3 separate regions of the Sus scrofa genome follow, and regions 1 and 3 are each linked to region 2. A link is a contact called in public HiChIP or PLAC-seq data. All regions are on one chromosome and are shown on one strand. Each heading gives the region's core, a stretch centred on a gene start, on an enhancer-like site or on the middle of the called end of the contact. The rest is flanking DNA. Distances are from core to core; before and after follow the strand shown. Region 1 holds the start of MED16 (mediator of RNA polymerase II transcription subunit 16). Region 2 holds the start of ARHGAP45 (minor histocompatibility protein HA-1). Region 3 holds the start of CFD (complement factor D).

The links. HiChIP or PLAC-seq counts read pairs in DNA pulled down with a chosen protein or histone mark.
Region 1: an H3K27ac HiChIP or PLAC-seq map of alveolar macrophages shows a contact between it and region 2. The contact joins the promoter of MED16 here to the promoter of ARHGAP45 in region 2. A contact is called at or near these places in 2 of 5 promoter capture datasets (fetal liver and liver), 3 of 47 Hi-C or Micro-C datasets (embryonic fibroblasts, epiblast stem cells and liver) and 1 of 2 datasets of contacts at active chromatin or transcription factors (alveolar macrophages).
Region 3: an H3K27ac HiChIP or PLAC-seq map of alveolar macrophages shows a contact between it and region 2. The contact joins the promoter of CFD here to the promoter of ARHGAP45 in region 2. A contact is called at or near these places in 2 of 47 Hi-C or Micro-C datasets (embryonic fibroblasts and epiblast stem cells) and 1 of 2 datasets of contacts at active chromatin or transcription factors (alveolar macrophages).

Annotation. Positions count from the first base shown.
Region 1 is chr2:77,489,538-77,492,237 of Sscrofa11.1, reverse strand. MED16 (mediator of RNA polymerase II transcription subunit 16) reads right to left here and starts at 1,285. Exons shown (of 16, transcript XM_005661362.3): 1 at 1,142-1,285.
Region 2 is chr2:77,354,459-77,357,158 of Sscrofa11.1, reverse strand. ARHGAP45 (minor histocompatibility protein HA-1) reads left to right here and starts at 1,265. Exons shown (of 23, transcript XM_003353961.4): 1 at 1,265-1,646; 2 at 2,535-2,700. The coding sequence starts at 1,557.
Region 3 is chr2:77,510,621-77,513,320 of Sscrofa11.1, reverse strand. CFD (complement factor D) reads left to right here and starts at 1,333. Exons shown (of 5, transcript XM_013994801.1): 1 at 1,333-1,657; 2 at 2,166-2,322; 3 at 2,409-2,553; 4 at 2,636-2,700. The coding sequence starts at 1,600. The region is part of intron 15 of MED16 (mediator of RNA polymerase II transcription subunit 16); the gene reads right to left.

The sequences.
Region 1 (2,700 bases), core at 36-2,535, 140 kb before region 2:
GAAGCTGGACCAAGCCCAGGGTCATCAAGGAGCGGCAGGGGGCCCATGTTGCTGGAACTGAGTGAGAGGAAGGGAGGGGTAAAGTGAGGGTGGGGTGGGTCATGCAGGGCCTGCGCTTTCACCCTGAGTGAGGTGGGAGCCCCAGGGGAGCTGAGACCTTCTTATGTTTCACACACCCCTCTGGCTGTCTGGAGAGAAAGGCTTAGGGACAGGGTGGGGGTGACCATGCCAGTCCAGGTGAACAATGATGGGGACCATGAAGCAGTGAGGAGAGGTGGGACTGCTCTATCCTTAGAGAAGCCTTTGGCAGAGGCAAGGAGGCAGGATGGGGGGCAGGCAGCAGCTTGGTGCAGCACTTCAAAGGTAACAACCGCAACGGAAACAATGAACATTTCCACCTGCTGTCTATGTGCCGGGCATTGATTACGGTTATTTTCACCGTTACCAGAACCCAATGAGACTGTATGACCAACCCATCTTTCTCAATCACTTCCCCCAGGCCTCCCGCTTCCTCAAGCCTTGGCCAGGAACCCCAAGGCCCTGCCCAGAGGCCCCTTCAGCAGTCTTTAAGCTCTGCCCTCAAAGCTCTCCAGCCCCGCCCCCTACAATATTTGCTTTCCAGACCCCAGTCCCAATTTGCCCCTTGTGTTCCCAGGGATAGCTTAAATTTGTTCTCTCCCCAGGGTCTCCCAAACAACTCGCCTCCCTATAACCACCTCCAAATTCCCAACCCTCCAAGTCCCGCCTCTTTTTGCCACTTCAGGCTCCACCCCAGGGACCACTACCCAATAGCCAGGTGCTGGTCTCCAGTGGCCGCCTTCCAGCCCACCAGAATCCCCAGGCCCCTCCCCAGGAAAATACAGCCTTAGACCTCCCAACCCCTGATCAGGTTCCAGGCCCAGCCCCGATTTTCCCCAGCTCGGAGTGCCCGGATTCCCAGACGCCTCAGACTTTCCCCCAAGTTTCCGTCGCGACCCCCCCCCCCCGCCCAACGTGCTCCCGGGCGCGTACCCAGCACCCCTTGCTCTCCAGGCCCGCCCTCTAACCCTACAGGCCCCGCCCCCGGCCCGCTAGTCGCCGCCGCGGCCGTAGGCACCGTCCTGAGGCCGGCCCAACGCCCAAGTCCCCAGTCCCCGCTCACCGGGACGGCCTGTTCTCCCAGCCGAGCGGACGGCCACGGCCTGCACTCCACCTATCGGCGCGGCTACGGCACCGCCATCTTCCCCGGATCAACGAGTCGCCCACGTAGCGCGGCCGTTTCCCGGAGACTTCTGGGACAGCAGCGGCTCCGGCCCCGCCCCACTACCGATATAATTTGCATACATACATTGATAGTTTCCCAACAGCCACCCGAATTATATTTCGTGAAAGAACACTTTCTCAACTTCAGTGAGTAGCCTCATTCTGTTAAGCTATTGTTGCACTGATATCAGAAAAGAAGAGACAAGTTACTGAGTATTTTTCTTCTAAACGGAATTCACCCTTAGCGTAAAGTATTTTATACTCCGCCCTATAAATAGCGGTCGGGTTAACCCCGGTGTCGTGCTCGCTTCGGCAGCACATATACTAAAATTGGAACGATACAGAGAAGATTAGCATGGCCCCTGCGCAAGGATGACACGCAAATTCGTGAAGCGTTCCATATTTTGCTTTTCCTTGCTTCTTTTCCCCGTAAGCAAGACGGCTTAACCAGTCGTGGGCTTCTCTGGATTCACTCGTCTCCCGCTATCAAAAGCTGGTTCTTTTTCTGTCGGGCTCTCCCCAGTTGGGAAAGTCTTTTCTAGGAAGACCTCCTGATATTTCGGGGAAGGTGTACTGGGCTGCAGTTAGCGCCTGGGCAAAGGTATGGGGGCCGGGCTCAGGGAATCGGAGTGGGAAGAAAACAGCCAGCTAGGGGCAGCCGCAGGACCGAGTCTGTGTGTCAGTGCAGGAGGCCTGTGGAGTCCCCTAGAGCCACCACACCCGCGCCCTGAAGTCCAGACTGGCCTCCAGGCACCAGAAATTCGGTCCCCTTCACAGGTGGGAGCCTCCAAGCTGGTTAATCCAGTATCTCCTGATGTCCTCTGAGCCATTTGGATTTCCATTATTTAGCATCTGTGTTTAAAACTTTTTAAAATGCCTGTTAAAATGGAACTCAGCACACTTAGCACCCAGTTCTTGGTTTCTAAACGTTGCCCCAGTGAAAGGAACTGGGCTCCTGGGCGAAATGCCTGGTTCTAGAAGGCAGCACAAATATGCAGAGGAGCCCGGTGCTCAAATAAATAAATACCCCGCCTCAGTGAGACAGGAATCACTGAAAGAGCTCCCAGTATCCAAACCTGGAACAATCTGAGCAACAAAATGAAAGGATATTGTGTTGTAACCCAAACAAGAAAGCGAATGTCCAGGCGTCTGTACTGATATAAACAGTTAAATAAATAAATACACAGGGGGAAAGAGACAAATGTCACCTGCAGGATTCCCAGTAATTGAGGCAGATAATCCATCTTCAGGGAAATGGAGATCAGGGTGAGGTTCAACAGTGAGGAGCCCTGTGGACAGCAGGGACCCCTGATTGGGGCCAGGTGAGAAGGGCAATCAGGATAAAAGCAGATAACCCAGGGTGACACAATTTAAAGACACTGGTAGGAGGCCGCATAAAGATGTAGGCAGAGGCTGGAGGGATGTGGCCAAGAGCCAAGGGAAGTCAGAGCCCCCAGA
Region 2 (2,700 bases), core at 16-2,515:
GTTCTCTGTATACGTTTCTGCCACCCGAGTGTGTGGAGGCATGGGCGTGGGGACACAGATGCAGTATGAAGTATGCGCGAGGGTCAGTGTCTCTGCAGTGGCTGCTGTGTGCCTGCCTGGGGCTCCTAGCCAACTGAACTCCTAGCTGTGAAGGGCTCTGCGGTGGCCTGGGGATGTCACACGTGCAGTGCAGGTGTGCCCTTAAGAGCCTGGACCCTGGACCCCAAGCCCCTAAGTGGCCACATGGTTCTGGCGCCTGAGGGCGGTACCTGTGAGTGGCTGGTTATGAAGTGGGCATGAGGTCAGGGCTCAGGAATGTCTGGGGCAGCTGGAGGAGCCCGGCAGGGGTGGCCTGGACCTCAGGCCTCCTAGCCAGGCCAGAAGCCCATCCACCAGCCAGCCGTTGCCCCCAATCCTGGCCTTCAGAGCCATGAGTGGTGGTCAGAGGATCCTTAAGGGACTTCTGGGCTGGGTCTGTGGATGGACCTGGGCCTGGAGAGCCAGGTTTGGCATGAGGGGCTGTGGCCTGCATGCCCTTTGCCCTGGAGATCGTCCCCTCCCACTGGAGGTCAGTGGGGGCCAGTGTTGGGAAGGGTGGAGGGACTGGGGTTTGGGGATTTGTGGATGAGACTCTGGAAGGAGAGGGGAGAAGGCTCAGAGTTGGGGGCTCAAGAGAAGAGATGGTCACAGGGGAGGGGGGTGCCGGGAGGGGAGAATGAGGTGGGGAACTGTACCCACCGCTCTGGCCCCAGTTCTGAGAGTGGCCATGGCTGGGATGGGAGGAGACGGTGAGGTGGCCTGAGGCATTTTATCAGCCCTGCTGCTGGCCAGTGGTCCGGTGGCCAGGGGTCAGTGCGTGTGCCCAGGATGTAGAATGCGGCTGGGGGGAGCTGGGCTGAGGCCAATGCAGGTGGGGCACAGGGGGGTGACCGCTCTGCCCTACTCTGGCCCAGCCCTGGGCCCAACAGGGGCTCTCCAGAGGACGCAGGGTGGGCACACCCATGAGGGAACAGCAACTGGAGGGCGGGTGTGTCTGTATCCGTTTCATCTGGGGAGCTTGGTGGTTTCTGAGCACGTGTTAGGACCAAGTCCGTGTCGCTGTGTGTCACTGTGCACGCGTGTCTGCTCTGCTGGGTGATTTAGGTCTTCCGAGTGAAGGTCAGCGTCTCTAGTGGCCGCCGTGTGCCTGCCTGGGGCTCGTCTGGGGCCAGCACCAGGCAGGGGAACCTCATCTCACATGCGCGCGCAGGGCTACTGAAAGCGGAAGCTAGGGGCGGGGCCCAGGACCCCACCTTCAAGCCCACTGTGCGGAGGGGCAGGCTGAGGCCCAGGCCTGAGAGGATTAGGGGCGGGTCTGCGTCACCGCCTCCGGAGGCCTTTTCCTGTGGGGGGAAGCGCTGCCAATGAGGGCTGGGCCTGTCACGTGGGCCTGACAGCTGGGGAGGGGGTGGCCGGTGACAATGTGGTCCTGAGGCCACCAACATCAGGAGCTGCAGCGCTGAGACCCCCGGCCCGCCGCCCTCGGGCCCTTCGGGGCTGCTGGGCACGGCCCCACCATGTTCTCCAGGAAGAAGCGAGAGCTCATGAAAACCCCATCCATCTCAAAAAAGAACCGGGCGGGAAGCCCCTGCCCACAGCCCTCGGGGGTGAGTGAACCTCCACTGGGAGCGCGGAGCAGGCAGGGAACCTTGGAGCGCCCCCTGGACAGCAGGGGGACAGGGTGGGGGGGGTCACCCTGTGCTCAGGCCGCCGGGCAGGGCCAGGCAGTGCCATGCTGGGCCAGCAGCAGAGGGCTCGAGCCAGCTACAGCCCCCATCGGGCTGGACAGCAGGGGCCACGCAGGATGGGCCGGGACCCCAGTGTTCAGCTCACGGTAGGAGCCCTGTGGGAGGCCACCACACCACCATCCTATCCAGGGCTGGTTGTGGGGTCCCGGGAGTGTGCCGGGCGGGTGTAGGGGTGTGAGCACATTGGGTCTGGGACTCTAGGGTAGGGGCTCAGAACTGGGGGCCTCCAGGCACCATTAGATTTGAGAGCCATGGCACTGCCATGGGCAGAAGGTTTATAGGGAGCAGAGTGTGGGATGAGACCCATGGGCACAGGGCCTGGGTGTAAATTTTGGGGGCGTCCGTGAGACTCGGGGGCCTGCTGAACCTTTAGAGTTCAGGCTTCAAGGTATCATTACCAATGAGTCTGTGTGCCTGCAGTGACCTGGCCTGAGGGCAGCTAAGGAGACCCTAGCCCTCCCTACCCTCTCAGGAAGTGGGGTGCCCCTCCCCCGCACCCCTGCAGGCACCGCCCCTGGCTGTGGTTTGGGGCAGAGACGGTTGTTTGTGAAAGCTCTGGGGAAGAGGATGTTGGGTAACAGGTGTGGGAGGGGCATGACACCAAATCTCAGCCCTCTGACCTGTGGCCTTTGCCCCTGTGGAGTCAGGCTGAAGACCCTCCAGAGCCCCACTTCACCTCTGGGGAAACTGAGGCAGGGCCTGGGGTCGGGGGAACACCTGCTGTACCAGCTCCCCTTCCCCTCCCAGGAGCTAACCAGGAGAGATGGGGCTGATACAGTGTCCCTGGGACCCAGCTTGGAACCACCAAGTGTGGCCTCAAATGCCAAGGCCACAGGCACACTCAAGAGGCCCACCAGCCTGAGCCGCCACGCCAGTGCGGCTGGCTTCCCATTGTCCGGAGCCAGCACCTGGA
Region 3 (2,700 bases), core at 84-2,583, 160 kb before region 2:
GTTCCCCATGGGGAAGACTGAGGCACTGTCTGGGGAGGACCCAATCAGGGGTTGGGGTCCAGGCCAGTCTCGGCCTCACTGGGTACGGAAACAATCCTTCCTCCACTTCCCCAACCTTTTGCCTTGGGACACCTCAGGGTCTTAACTAGTGCTGTTCCCTCTGCCTTCCAGCTTCTCCCTAAGGTTGTCCTCAGAACACCTCTCCCCACAAGGGCCAGCTGCTCAGGCAGGTGACCCACTGCCCTACAACTGCTTTTTCCACTTAATACGATATCTTGGCGGTCTTTCCATGTCAACAAAGCATCCCAGGATCTGCAGGGTTATTTACTGAACCATTCTGTCTTTTTGGGTAATTTCCAAATTTTGCTGCAATTTCCAATCCTTTTACTTACATAATCTGCACTCCACATTCCAATGGGCTTTTGTTTTAGAGTTTCTGATTTGAGCAAGGAAACATTTTAGGGTCTAACAAATTGCATTTGTTATGCTGTTTTCTATTTTTCTCTGTATGTGTGAAATGGTCCACCATGAAGAAAAAAGAAGGAAAGGAGAAAATACCATGCACTGTTCCTCCTGGGGACGTTCACGGTCCTCCCCACCCTTGTGGTTACACACAGCATCTCCCCCGAAGAGGTTCATGAGATGTTGACCCACCATCCCCAGCTTACAGAGAACCATGTGACCCAGGTTCTGCTCATCAGAACCTGCCAACCCACAATGGCTGCTTTAGGGGCATGAGATCCAAACTCAACCAATCAGAGGCCGCCTTGAGATGCTGGCTAGAGTGATGGGGAATTGGCAGAGGGAATAACTGGGCCATTGGTCTGAGTCTAGGGCCCCTGAGGCCACAACAGGGGAGACTGCTGAGGAGACAACCCATCAAGGAGGAAAAAAAGAAACAAAACATTGTTCAGGTGCCTGGATTAAGCTACACCTGAAGGTAGACCCATAAACTTTCCATTTAAATTTTCTTGTTGAAGGTTCCAGCCCCTTACACTCCATTTTTTTGTCACTTGTATGCAACAGTCTTTCCAGCTGTCCCTACTCATCAACAATATTCTACTTAAAGGGTGTCAAGCCCCAGAGTCACAGCAATGTGGACAAGGGCGTTGGATGACCTTCCCCCCCACCCGACCTCAGCTCCAAGTTGCAGGAGGAAGGGAAAGAAGGGAGGGGCAGAAAATGAGGAAGTGGGTTGTTTACAAACTGGGCTTGCTCTCCAGCTGCTGTTGCGAAACTCTGGGGCTGGAAGGGCACTCTGGGAGACTGGGCTGGGGGTCAGGGTGGGTGGGTGGGTGGGTCCATCCCTCTGCTCTGCCCACCGCCCATCCTGAGGGGCTCTTCCCACAGAATGACAGAGGTGGCAGGCAGGTCCAGCAGCCCATCTACTCTTGGTACAAAGTCTAGGGGAAGATAATCACAGCACTGTGGCGGGGGAAGTGGGGGGAGAGAAGGGCGTGGACGGCTTCCCTTTGTTCAGCTGGGCCACTGCCCACTTGGCAGATAGGACCTGTGGGAGCTCCCCCCCCACCCCGTTCCACCCTCATAAAAGAACCCCAGAGCCCTGCCCTGGGCCATTGTTGAGGCCACAGCAGCATCATGGCAGACCGCTCCGGGCACCTGGCAGCCCTGATCCTCCTCGGAGCAGCTGTATGTGGTGAGTGGACCCGGGACTGGGGTGCCAGCTGGGGGCCCCTAGCCTGCAGCGCAGTCAGCCATGGACCCCTCCGCTCAAGAGGATGGCCCTCCAGCCCCACTAGGTGGGCAGAGAGGGGGCAGGGTCCACATGAACAGAAGGCTCTGAAAACCAAGCAATTCTCAAAACTTTGAATCTAGTGAGTTCAGAGAGCCTCTGGTTCTACAACAGAAAGCCCAGGCTGGGAGCAAACGGCTGGCAGGATGTTGGGTCTGATCAGCCCCACTTGTCTGTGTCTATATTGAAGTTCTAGGGCCCAGTGTGTAGGTACGCGGAGTCTGCCCCAGACTGTCACTCCCCACCGCCCGGTCTGTCTTCTTCAGCATCCCTCCCTGGGCCCCCAGAGTTTGCAACTCTTTGGGGAGGATCCCAAGGAAGGAATTTCAGTCTGAGGGTGCCAGAGCCGCTCTCTTAGAGGGAATCTGAGGTCTGGGCTGCAGTCACCCTCACTCGGACCTGCATCCTCCAGTGGCACAGCCCCGTGGCCGGATCCTGGGTGGCCAGGAGGCCAAGTCCCACGAGAGACCCTACATGGCATCGGTGCAGGTGAACGGCAAGCACGTGTGCGGAGGCTTCCTGGTGTCTGAGCAGTGGGTGCTGAGTGCAGCACACTGCCTGGAGGACGTGTGAGTGGCCCAGGACCAAGAGCGGAATGGGGGAATTGGGTGTCGGGTGGGGACATGGCTCTGATGTGAGCCCACTCCACTTCCAGGGCCGAGGGGAAGCTGCAGGTTCTCCTGGGTGCGCACTCCCTGTCACAGCCCGAGCCCTCGAAGCGCCTGTACGACGTGCTCCGCGCCGTGCCCCACCCAGACAGCCAGCCTGACACCATCGACCATGATCTCCTCCTGCTGAAGGTCTGCTAAGTCTAGCCGCAGTCCCTCCAGCTGCACTGGGGGCTGCGCTGCCCCTAACGCTCGCTTCCGCCCCCACCCTCAGCTCTCCGAGAAGGCCGAGCTGGGCCCTGCCGTGCAGCCCCTTGCCTGGCAACGAGAGGACCACGA